Regions from separate parts of the Mus musculus genome. Here region 1 is linked to region 2. A link is a contact called in public promoter capture Hi-C data. All regions are on one chromosome and are shown on one strand. The core of a region is the stretch at or near the end of the contact, and the rest is flanking DNA. Distances in the headings are between cores, read along the strand shown. Region 1 holds the start of Zfp977 (zinc finger protein 977). Region 2 holds the start of Zfp788 (zinc finger protein 788).

Region 1 (4,328 bases), core at 510-3,009, 960 kb before region 2:
ACTGTAAAAAACAATTAATGAATAAAAGTAAATAAATTTTAAAATTAAACAAAAAGCATTGCTTTGGAAATGACTCCCAGGTTCTCCTTGCCTGCAAATGGAATGAAATCTGTCTTAGCTCTTCTGTCTTGCCTCTTGTGATGGTTATTCTTGGTCGTCAAATACATGGAATTAACTAAAATGGCGACATTTCAAGTACTGTGAAGAATTTTTGATAATTATATCTTTTTAAGTTGTAAACCCTCTTTTAAATCTGGATCATTTGAAGTGATAAGAGATATCTTTAATCTAGGCCACAGCTTCTAGTGGCAGACTACATTGTAAAGGTCATTGAAGGTGGTAGTTCTTTCTCCTTGTCTTCATGTTTTACCTCTGACTAGCAAACTCAGTTTTTGAAAACTGGCCTACTTCTTCCTCATTGTGATGTAGACTGAATACCAGCAGTGTCATCCAGCCACATGGACTGAACCACTACTATATTCTTCATCTGTCCATTTGCAGACAGCCATTGTTGGGCTGGTTGGACCACAGCTTACAAACCATGCCAATAAATCCACTTTCTACATATACAGAGAGATCCATTCTATCAGTTTTGTCCATTAGGATACCTTTATTAATATAGCTGTGGGTTTTTTCCTCTTCCCACTAAGGAAGATGTGCTGGCTAGCAATAGTGTTATGTAGAGTTTGTCTTCGGTTTCTTGCTTTTCTCCTGGGGCTGTGTAAATTCTGATGCCTACCAGGTGAAACATAGCTGCAGTTTACCTGACCCGACCATGACACCACAGAACAAAAATCTTAGTGTTTCCTAAAAATCTCCTGAATTGTTAATATTCTGGGCGCCCTTTTCCTATGGGCTGGATTGTTCATTTCACTGCAAGTTAAATAATGGGCCCTGCAAGCTATCTTCCTTGATTACAGGAGGGAGAAGGGGAAGTGCTGGAAGCCAGAAGCAAGACTTTCCCTCCCCCCTGCTGCTTGAGGAATTCTCAGTTTGCAGAAGCCTTTCCCTTCCCCCTGCTCCTTGCCCTTTCCCTGCTGATATAAACAAGCCTTTCCCTGCCAATGTAAAGAAGCTCAAGACTGCCTGGCCCCTTCCCCATCTGAGGGGACTGACTAATGGTCAAAATGTCCACAACTGCCATAGCAAGACTAGCTGTTCTCAAAAATTAGCCATAACAATAAAAACGGTCCCTGGGACCCTGGCCTCAGTTTGAATTCTAAGATAAACCGACCTTGCTGACAAAGTTTCTGACATCGCTAGCTGATCACCAAAAGTAATGAACATAACTGTTACTTTGGTAGCCAACAATCATAGTTGTGTAACCCTTCCCCACTAAAAAAAGAGAAAGAGAGAGAGAAAAAAAACCCACCAACAAAACTGTACTGTAAGCAATCTGGGTTGACTCTCCCTGAGAGGCTGAGCAATGCTATGTGAATCTGAATAAAAACCTCTTGCCATTGCAGAGATCTATTGTCAACCTGCGTCTCTGGGGGTCGCGTTCTCAACATTTGGGCCCCTGGGGTCCTAGCACAACCACTTTGCCTTATCCCATCAGTGCACTCTCACCCTACTTATCTGGAAAAAGGTCGGTCCTGGAACAGCAACATGGGCCCGGAATCACTAAGCTGTGTCCCTTCATCACACACTAACCTTAAGGGAGGTGCTTATGTCACTCCAGACTCGCTGGCCAATCAAGGCCTCAAGTCTGACCTGCCAGTCAGAATTGGAGGCGGGTGCTTCCGGGCGCCATGTTGCTGGTTCAATGCTGTAGCTGAGGAGGCTGGTGTGGTTTGTTTGTCCTGCTCTGTGTGCTACTGCTGGGTGCTGTGAGGGGAATTCAGGCGAGCTCTGACCTCGCGACATGGTGAGTATATGGCAGCTGCTTCCAATGGGAAGGGGCAGGCGATTGAACAACTGGAGCGAGTATGGTGAGGCCTCCCTGGGACTGGGTGCTAGCTGCGCACCTCAGCTACACAGGGCCACATGTGAGGTTGTTTGTGGTCTTGGCTGCTCTGAATAATTCTGCTCTGGGGCTTCATCTGTGCGAATATTTAAGCATGAGCTTGTGCGTTGAAACCTTCTTGGCAAGATGGCAAACACAGAAATGCCTAGTTTCTCCAGTATCTTCTACAATTTTGTTTGTTTGGTTGGTTGGTTTTTCAAGACAGTGTTTCTCTGTATTGCCCTGGCTCTCCTGGAAATCACTCAGTTTGGCTAGCCTCAAACTCAGAAATCCGCCTGCCTCTGCCTCCCAAGTGCTAGGATTAAAGGCGTGCGCCACCACTGCCTGGCTTTAAACACACACACACACACACACACAAAACTTTTTTTTTTAATCTCATACAATTTTTACACTTTCTTTTAAGATTGTGATGCAAGATATATTTGGAGTTAATATGAGAAAGTTGTAAACATCACCTCCTGTCCAATATTAAGCTGCCCAGCACTGTTTTAGACTCCTCCGAGTTTATCCCATCATGTAACAGTGTCTGCTGACTTTATACACCGCAGGAAGGAGTATAAAAGACGGTATTCTTCTTAAGAAGCTGACCTGGCATAAGGTATTGCTTGTGCGGGACCTTCCCATCCCACCTTTTGTACTCTGTACCTTCTGCCTCTCTTCTCCTTTTCAGCCTTTGGGATCTTCCACTTAGGACTGTGTCACTGTTTCAGGTCTCTGATGTACTTAAGAAGTACTTCTGGGGTATCTTTGCTGTGCAAACCTCCCCTCTGCCTAAGTGGCTAGACTTGCAGTCCTCTGTCCCTGTCTCAATTGTTCAAAGTGTAACCTGGAGGCTGAATGCAAAAGAGACTAAGGATAATGGCAGCTGTGGAATGCAAGGTCTGTTCTAGGCTGGCTCCTCTTTGAGCATTAACCAGTGCTTGACACATGCTAGTGTTTGGTGGTTTTTTCTGGTTTTTGGTTTTTTTTTTCTTTGTTTGTTTTTATTTTTGTTTTTTGAGACAGGGTTTCTCTGTGTAGACATGGGTGTACTAAAACTCACTCTGTACACCAGGCTGGCCTCGAACTCAGAAATCCATCTGCCTCTGCCTCCGAAGTGCTGGGATTAAAGGTGTGTGTCACCACGCAGGGCGACTCATGCTATTGTTAAAGAGATATTTCTTTCTTTCTTTTTTAAAAAAACATTTATTTATTTTTTTATATGTAAGTACACTGTAGCTGTCTGCAGACACTCCAGAAGAGGGCGTCAGATCTCATTATTCATGGTTGTGAACCACCATGTGGTTGTTGGATTTGAACTCAGAACCTCCGGAAGAGCAGTAAGTGCTCTTACCCACTGAGCCATCTCTCCAGTCCAAAGAGCTATTTCTTAATTAATGTTCTCATTGTGTGTAGTGATTTCTCCCTGGGAAGGCATATGGACTCTAGAACTGCTGCATCTTCAGCCTTTTAGGAAAAGGATTCTGTGACGTGCTTTATTGACTCAGGTGGCCTTGATCCCAGTCTGTTGCTCCCCAGGCAATCAATGCCTTTGCTGTCCTCTTCCTCAAACTTTTTTTTTCTTTTTCTTTTCTTTTCTTTTCTTTTCTTTTCTTTTTTTTTTTTTTTTTTTTTTTTTTTTTTTTGATTTTTGAGACAGGGTTTCTCTGTATAACCCTGCCTGTCCTGGAACTCACTTTGTACACCAGGCTGGCCTTGAACTCAGAAATCTGCCTGCCTCTGCCTCCCGAGTTCTGGGACTAAAGGTGTGTGCAACCACGCCCGGCTTTTCATCAAACTTTTTAAATCCCTACCTTAAAGGGCCTTACCACAATAGAGTTTTGAAGTGAACATTTTGCTTCCAGTTCCTTGCTATTATAAATAAAGTTGATATGAACATAGTGGAACATGTTTCCTTGCGAAATGTGGAACATCTTCTGGGTATATACCCAGGAGTGGTATAACTGGGTCTTGAGATATAACTAGACTCAGTTTTCTGACAAACCACCAGCTTGAGTCCCAGAGTGGTTGTACACGTTTACAACCCTACAAGAGATGGAGGCGTGTTTGCCTTTCTCAGTGTCCTTGCCAGCATGTGCTGTTCCTTGAGTTTTCAATTTTAGACATTCTGATGCATGTAAAGTGGAATCTCAGGGTTGTTTTTCTTTGCATTTACCTGATTAGCAACAATGTTGAACATTTATTGAATTGATACTAGGTCATTGGAACTTCCTCTGTTGAGAATTCTGATTAGCTCTGTATCCCATTTTTAATCAGGTTGTTTTTTTTGGCATCTAACTTCTTGAGTTCTTTATAACTTTTGAATATAAGCCCTCTATTGGCTATAGGGTTGGTGAACATCTTTTCTCAGTTTGTAGGCTAC
Region 2 (4,655 bases), core at 1,308-3,807:
AACTAACAGGGCATGCCCAAGAAGGAATGCATGAAGAAGAAACAAAATAGTCACTGGAGGTGGATAAAAAAGAGGGAACTGGGTGGGAAAGGAGGTGAAGAGAGCAGTGGAGATGGGGATCAGGTATGGCTGGAGGTAGGCAGGAGAGTGCTGGGCAAAGAAATGGAAATGGTTCTAAGACATCTCTGGGACTAACTATAGACATGGATGGAGGAGGCTTCAGGGAGTCTATGGGGGTGACCCTAGCTGAGGTTCTTTTCTACCAGTGAAGGATATGGAGATTAAAGTGGTCACCTAGTGTGGCCAGGCAGGACTTCTAGTGGAGGGAGGTGGACATCACCCCATCGACAAAATCTTCAACCCAGTTTGTTCTCCCTACAAAAGATGCAGGGATAAAAATGGAGCCGAGTCTGAGGGAACCAATGACTACCCCAACTTGAGACCCAACCCAAATGGGACACAACCCTGACACTATTAGTGAATGCTCAGCTATGCTTGTAGACAGGAGTCACATGCAGATTTAAACAGATGCAGACACCCATAGCCAAACATCAGGAGGAGCTTGGAAGAGTAGGGGATAGGATTGAGCAAGAAAGAAGGATCAAGGATAACACAAGAAGACCTACAGAACCAACAGACCTGGGACCATGGGGGCCCACAGAGACTGAACCACCAACCAAAAAGCATGTAGGGGCTGGACCTATATCCCCTACACATTTGGAGCAGATGAGCAGCTTGGTCTTGATCTGAGTTCCCTAGCAGTTAGAGTGGGGGCTGTCTTTTACTTAGTTGCCTGCCCCTGGATCTCCTTCCCCTAACTGAACTGCCTGGTTGGGCCTCAGTGGGAAAGGACGTGCTTAGTTCTGCTGGGACTGGATGCCCCAGGAAGAGAGGAGGCAACGTGGGGAGGGATTTGTAAAGATGGAATTGGGTGGAGAGGGGGAGGGAGGTTTTGATCAGAATGTAAATTTAATGAATGAATTAATGAATTAATGAAAAAATAATTTTATGGTCGTGAGTCACAAGAACATGAGGAACTGTATTAAAGGCTGGCATTAGAGAAGTTAAGAGGAACTGCCACAGAGGGTTTTGGGGACTCAAGCTAGGATCTCAGACTTTCCTGTAGTTCCATTCAGCCCCACCTAGAGAAAACTGTGTAGGACAGAAAAGCTCAGTACTAGGGCTTACGGATTCAGACAGACGAGGATATGAAGGACACCTCTCTCCAGAGACCTTTACACTTGTCTCTCAGTGTCCCCTGAAGTACACGGAGGGCTGGAGAGATGACTCAGCAGTTGAGTGTGCTATTTTGGAAAACCTGAGTTTGGTTCCCAGCACTCACTTCAGTGGCTGATGACAGCATTTAACATTCATTACCTTCAAGGCCTCCGACATCCTCTTCAGGCCTCTGTGGGGAATCACACACATGTAGCATTTATACTGAGAGACACATACATATACAAAACATAAATAATCCTTAAACTAATAATTAGGGTTCTGAAGAGACGGCTTAGTGGTTTAAACCACTCGTTGCTCTTAAAGAGAACCCAAGTTTAATTTCTAGCACACACGTGGCATCTGAAAAGCATCTAAAACTGTTCTTGGAGATCCAAATCCAGTTCTGGCCTGCACATGCATTTGGTATATACACACATGCAAGCACATACTCATACACATAAAATAAAAATAAACCTTCAAAAAAGTTAAAATAGGAGAGGGCCTGGAAAGGCCCAGTAAAGGTAACTATCTCCAAGCCTGCTGCCCTGAATTCAAACCCTGGGGCCAGCACAGTGGGAAACCTATTCTCAGGAACTATCCTCTGACTTCCACAGGCACACTGGCACACTTGCCAGCCCGCAATAAATAAATATGGATTTAAAACATGGGGAGTGCTCTCCCAAAAGATTGTAAAAGGAAAAAAAAATGAATACGTTTTTTCTTTTTTTTTTCCTTTTTTTTTATTAGATATTTTCTCCATTTACATTTTAAATGCTATCCCGAAAGCCCCCCTATACCCTCCCACCCACCCACCCCGGGGGGGGGGAACCTAAATCTAAATACAGCCTGCACCATGCATTCAGAACATCAAGAACATAACACAGAAAACCTAGAGGGTCTTAAGGTTAGCAGTGTGGTGAAACGCCAACAACACTACCAGTGCTCACATACAGGGAACTGACGTCACCAACATCGAGGCACTCCTCTTGCTGGACAGAGCTCATCAAGTCGTCCCCCCCCCCCCCCAAGGCCCGCAAGGGCGTGGGGGTGGGGAGTAACTCTAAACCCACGGGGAGGGGGAATCCTGATGCCAGTACCAAAAGGCCCGCCCCAACCCCGGTGAGGATGCACCACATCGGATCCACCCCATCTGGGGACAAGGGTCCCTTGCTCACCATAGCGCGGCTTGCAGGCTCACCCGCTCTCTTCACATAATTTGCCTCATAATTTGTCACAGCGGTGCACTTCGTACAGAGCAACGTCTCCAACGCGACTACCTCAGTCTTAGAGCTTGGAAGGTGGCATGGCGGCCAAGAAATCCCGCCTCCCGCTGGCACTCGATTGGACTGCCTACTTGGAAGCTCTGATTGGCTAGCAATGTTTGAGTGATAGCATCCTTAAGCTGCACATGACTGAAGGGACCAGTACTGCTAGTCACTCCCAGCCCTGCCTTCGGCCCTATGTGCGGACCTGAATGAGCTCCAGTGAGATCTACATTTACACAGAACCTGTTTCTTCCTCCCAGAACTGGCTCGGCTGTCTTCTTGCACTTAGTTGGCACTCCTTGCTTCAGAGCACAGGGTCGCTCATGTGCACTGCCCACTACACAATTCTGCTTAAATGCAAATCTCCCTGGATCTGGAACAGGTCTGCACCCTTTAGCGAACACACAACTGGGAAGGAGTGTGGCTCTCCCTACGCCTTTAGCTCTCCTTTCCATCAAAGGGAACGTCTGTCACTCACGCCTCTTTAGCCAATCAAAGCATCGGGACATGCAGTTCCCTCAGAAAGCACGGATAGGAGGCGGGTCTTCCCTGCAGGCGGTGCTCAGTGTTCTGCTTTGCCTCTGAGGGAGAGGTACGCAATGGACAGGAGTGCAGTGCACTGTGGGCCCGCTGTGCGGAGCCATGAGGACAGCGCAGAACCCCGCCGTGGTGAAGCTTATGTAAGCGAGTAGCAGCTTACTGATCCCTGATGGAGTAGGGCAAACGACCGAGTTGGCTGTGGTCATCTTTCCCGGGATAGGGGCGGGTGACAGTGGGACAGCCAGCGTCCAGTAGTTTTCAGAAACCTGAGATTGACCCCTCCTAGTGGCCCCTGGGCAGATCTGTCTGGACGGGCCAGAAGCTTCCATTGAGGACTCTGATGCTGTGCGGGCCCTGCAGCAGTGATGATTTTAGCGGTTCTTATTGCGTATTAAAAAAAAAAAAAAAAAAAAAAAAAAAGACCGAGTCTCATTAAGTAACTTTCACTAGCTAGAACTTGGCATGTAGACCAAGCTGGCCTAGAACTCAATAGATCTGTCTGTCTACGCGTTCTGATTGTTGAATGAAGGCATGGGCAACTACTCTGACTGGAATAGGTGGAGTTTTAGAGTTGGACCATAAGGCAGCTAGTTTCTTTGTGTTTAAGTTTCTGATTATACTGTTTTGTTACTCTGTTCTTTCCCAAGTGTTAGTACACCTTTTTTATTATTGTAATGCTGGGACAAATTCAAAGATTTTTGTCTATGTTTGTGGGTGCAAACATTCATCAGTAATGGTCACTTCCTTGATGATCCGCCCACCAGTTACCTAGCAACAGCCAGGTAAGAGCCTGGCTTGATAAAAAAGCTCGCGCTCTCTCTCTCTCTCTCTCTCTCTCTCTCTCTCTCTCTCTCTCTCTCTCTCTCTCTCTCTCTCCCTCCCTCCCTCCCTCCCTCCCTCCCTCCCTCCCTCTAATGTCCCCAGCCAGCCTCTTCCCCTCTTTCTCTTTTCTTCTGTTCTTCTCTGTCCCCGTCTTCTCTGCCTCTACCGACTTCCCCAGGTTCCAAATAAACTCCCTTTCATACTAAGTTCATCCTATAGCTGATTTCTCAGAGGGAACTCTTTGGCATGGGCCTAGGCAGGCAGGCGCTCCCTTTGGTACCACTGGCTCCATTTTATAAAACACATTAAAATTAATATATGACATCTAGATTATAATTTATTCTTCTCAGATCTCTGACTACATTGACAGCTAAGCTAACTGCAGCTTAACAGCTAGATAGGGCGACCAGCCCCTTACCCCAAGGTAATCCACTACTGTATTAGCTCTTTAGTCAATTCATTAGATAGTTAAGACTACCAGATCGCTTAACAAAAAGGCAGACTGGTTGCCTTGCTCACAGGCTTCATGATAGAAGATATACAAGTTCCAGATGTAATCTTTCCAAGATGTAACCTTCTGCTACTCCCTTATCTAAAAAACTCGGTTTTCAGTGACTGTTCCCCAGTGATCAACCACCTATGTCTCATGGTCAATAGCTGTATAGAAAGATGTAGCTTTATGAAAGGTCTGAGGGTATAAGCTTAACTTATGAGGATCCAAGAAAACATTTGAGGGTAGACAGTGCCTTGAGGTCAATAATTCAAAGATATAAAAGTTGGAGGACATAAAAAAACAAAAACAAAACCTTA

Evidence for each region. Promoter capture Hi-C pulls out the DNA fragments that hold promoters and counts their contacts.
Region 1: a promoter capture Hi-C map of embryonic stem cells shows a contact between it and region 2, with 3 times the contacts expected there. The contact joins the promoter of Zfp977 here to the promoter of Zfp788 in region 2. A contact is called at or near these places in 1 of 39 promoter capture datasets (embryonic stem cells) and 4 of 115 datasets of contacts at active chromatin or transcription factors (embryonic stem cells and stem cell-derived neural progenitor cells).

What each region holds. Positions count from the first base shown.
Region 1 is chr7:42,589,976-42,594,303 of GRCm38.p6, reverse strand. It overlaps Zfp977 (zinc finger protein 977), which reads left to right and starts at 1,759. Exons shown (of 4, transcript NM_001362112.1): 1 at 1,759-1,867. The coding sequence starts at 1,865.
Region 2 is chr7:41,631,433-41,636,087 of GRCm38.p6, reverse strand. It overlaps Zfp788 (zinc finger protein 788), which reads right to left and starts at 2,557. Exons shown (of 6, transcript NM_023363.3): 1 at 2,394-2,557; 2 at 1,378-1,408. It overlaps Gm51480 (a long non-coding RNA gene), which reads left to right and starts at 3,075. Exons shown (of 3, transcript XR_003946761.1): 1 at 3,075-3,163.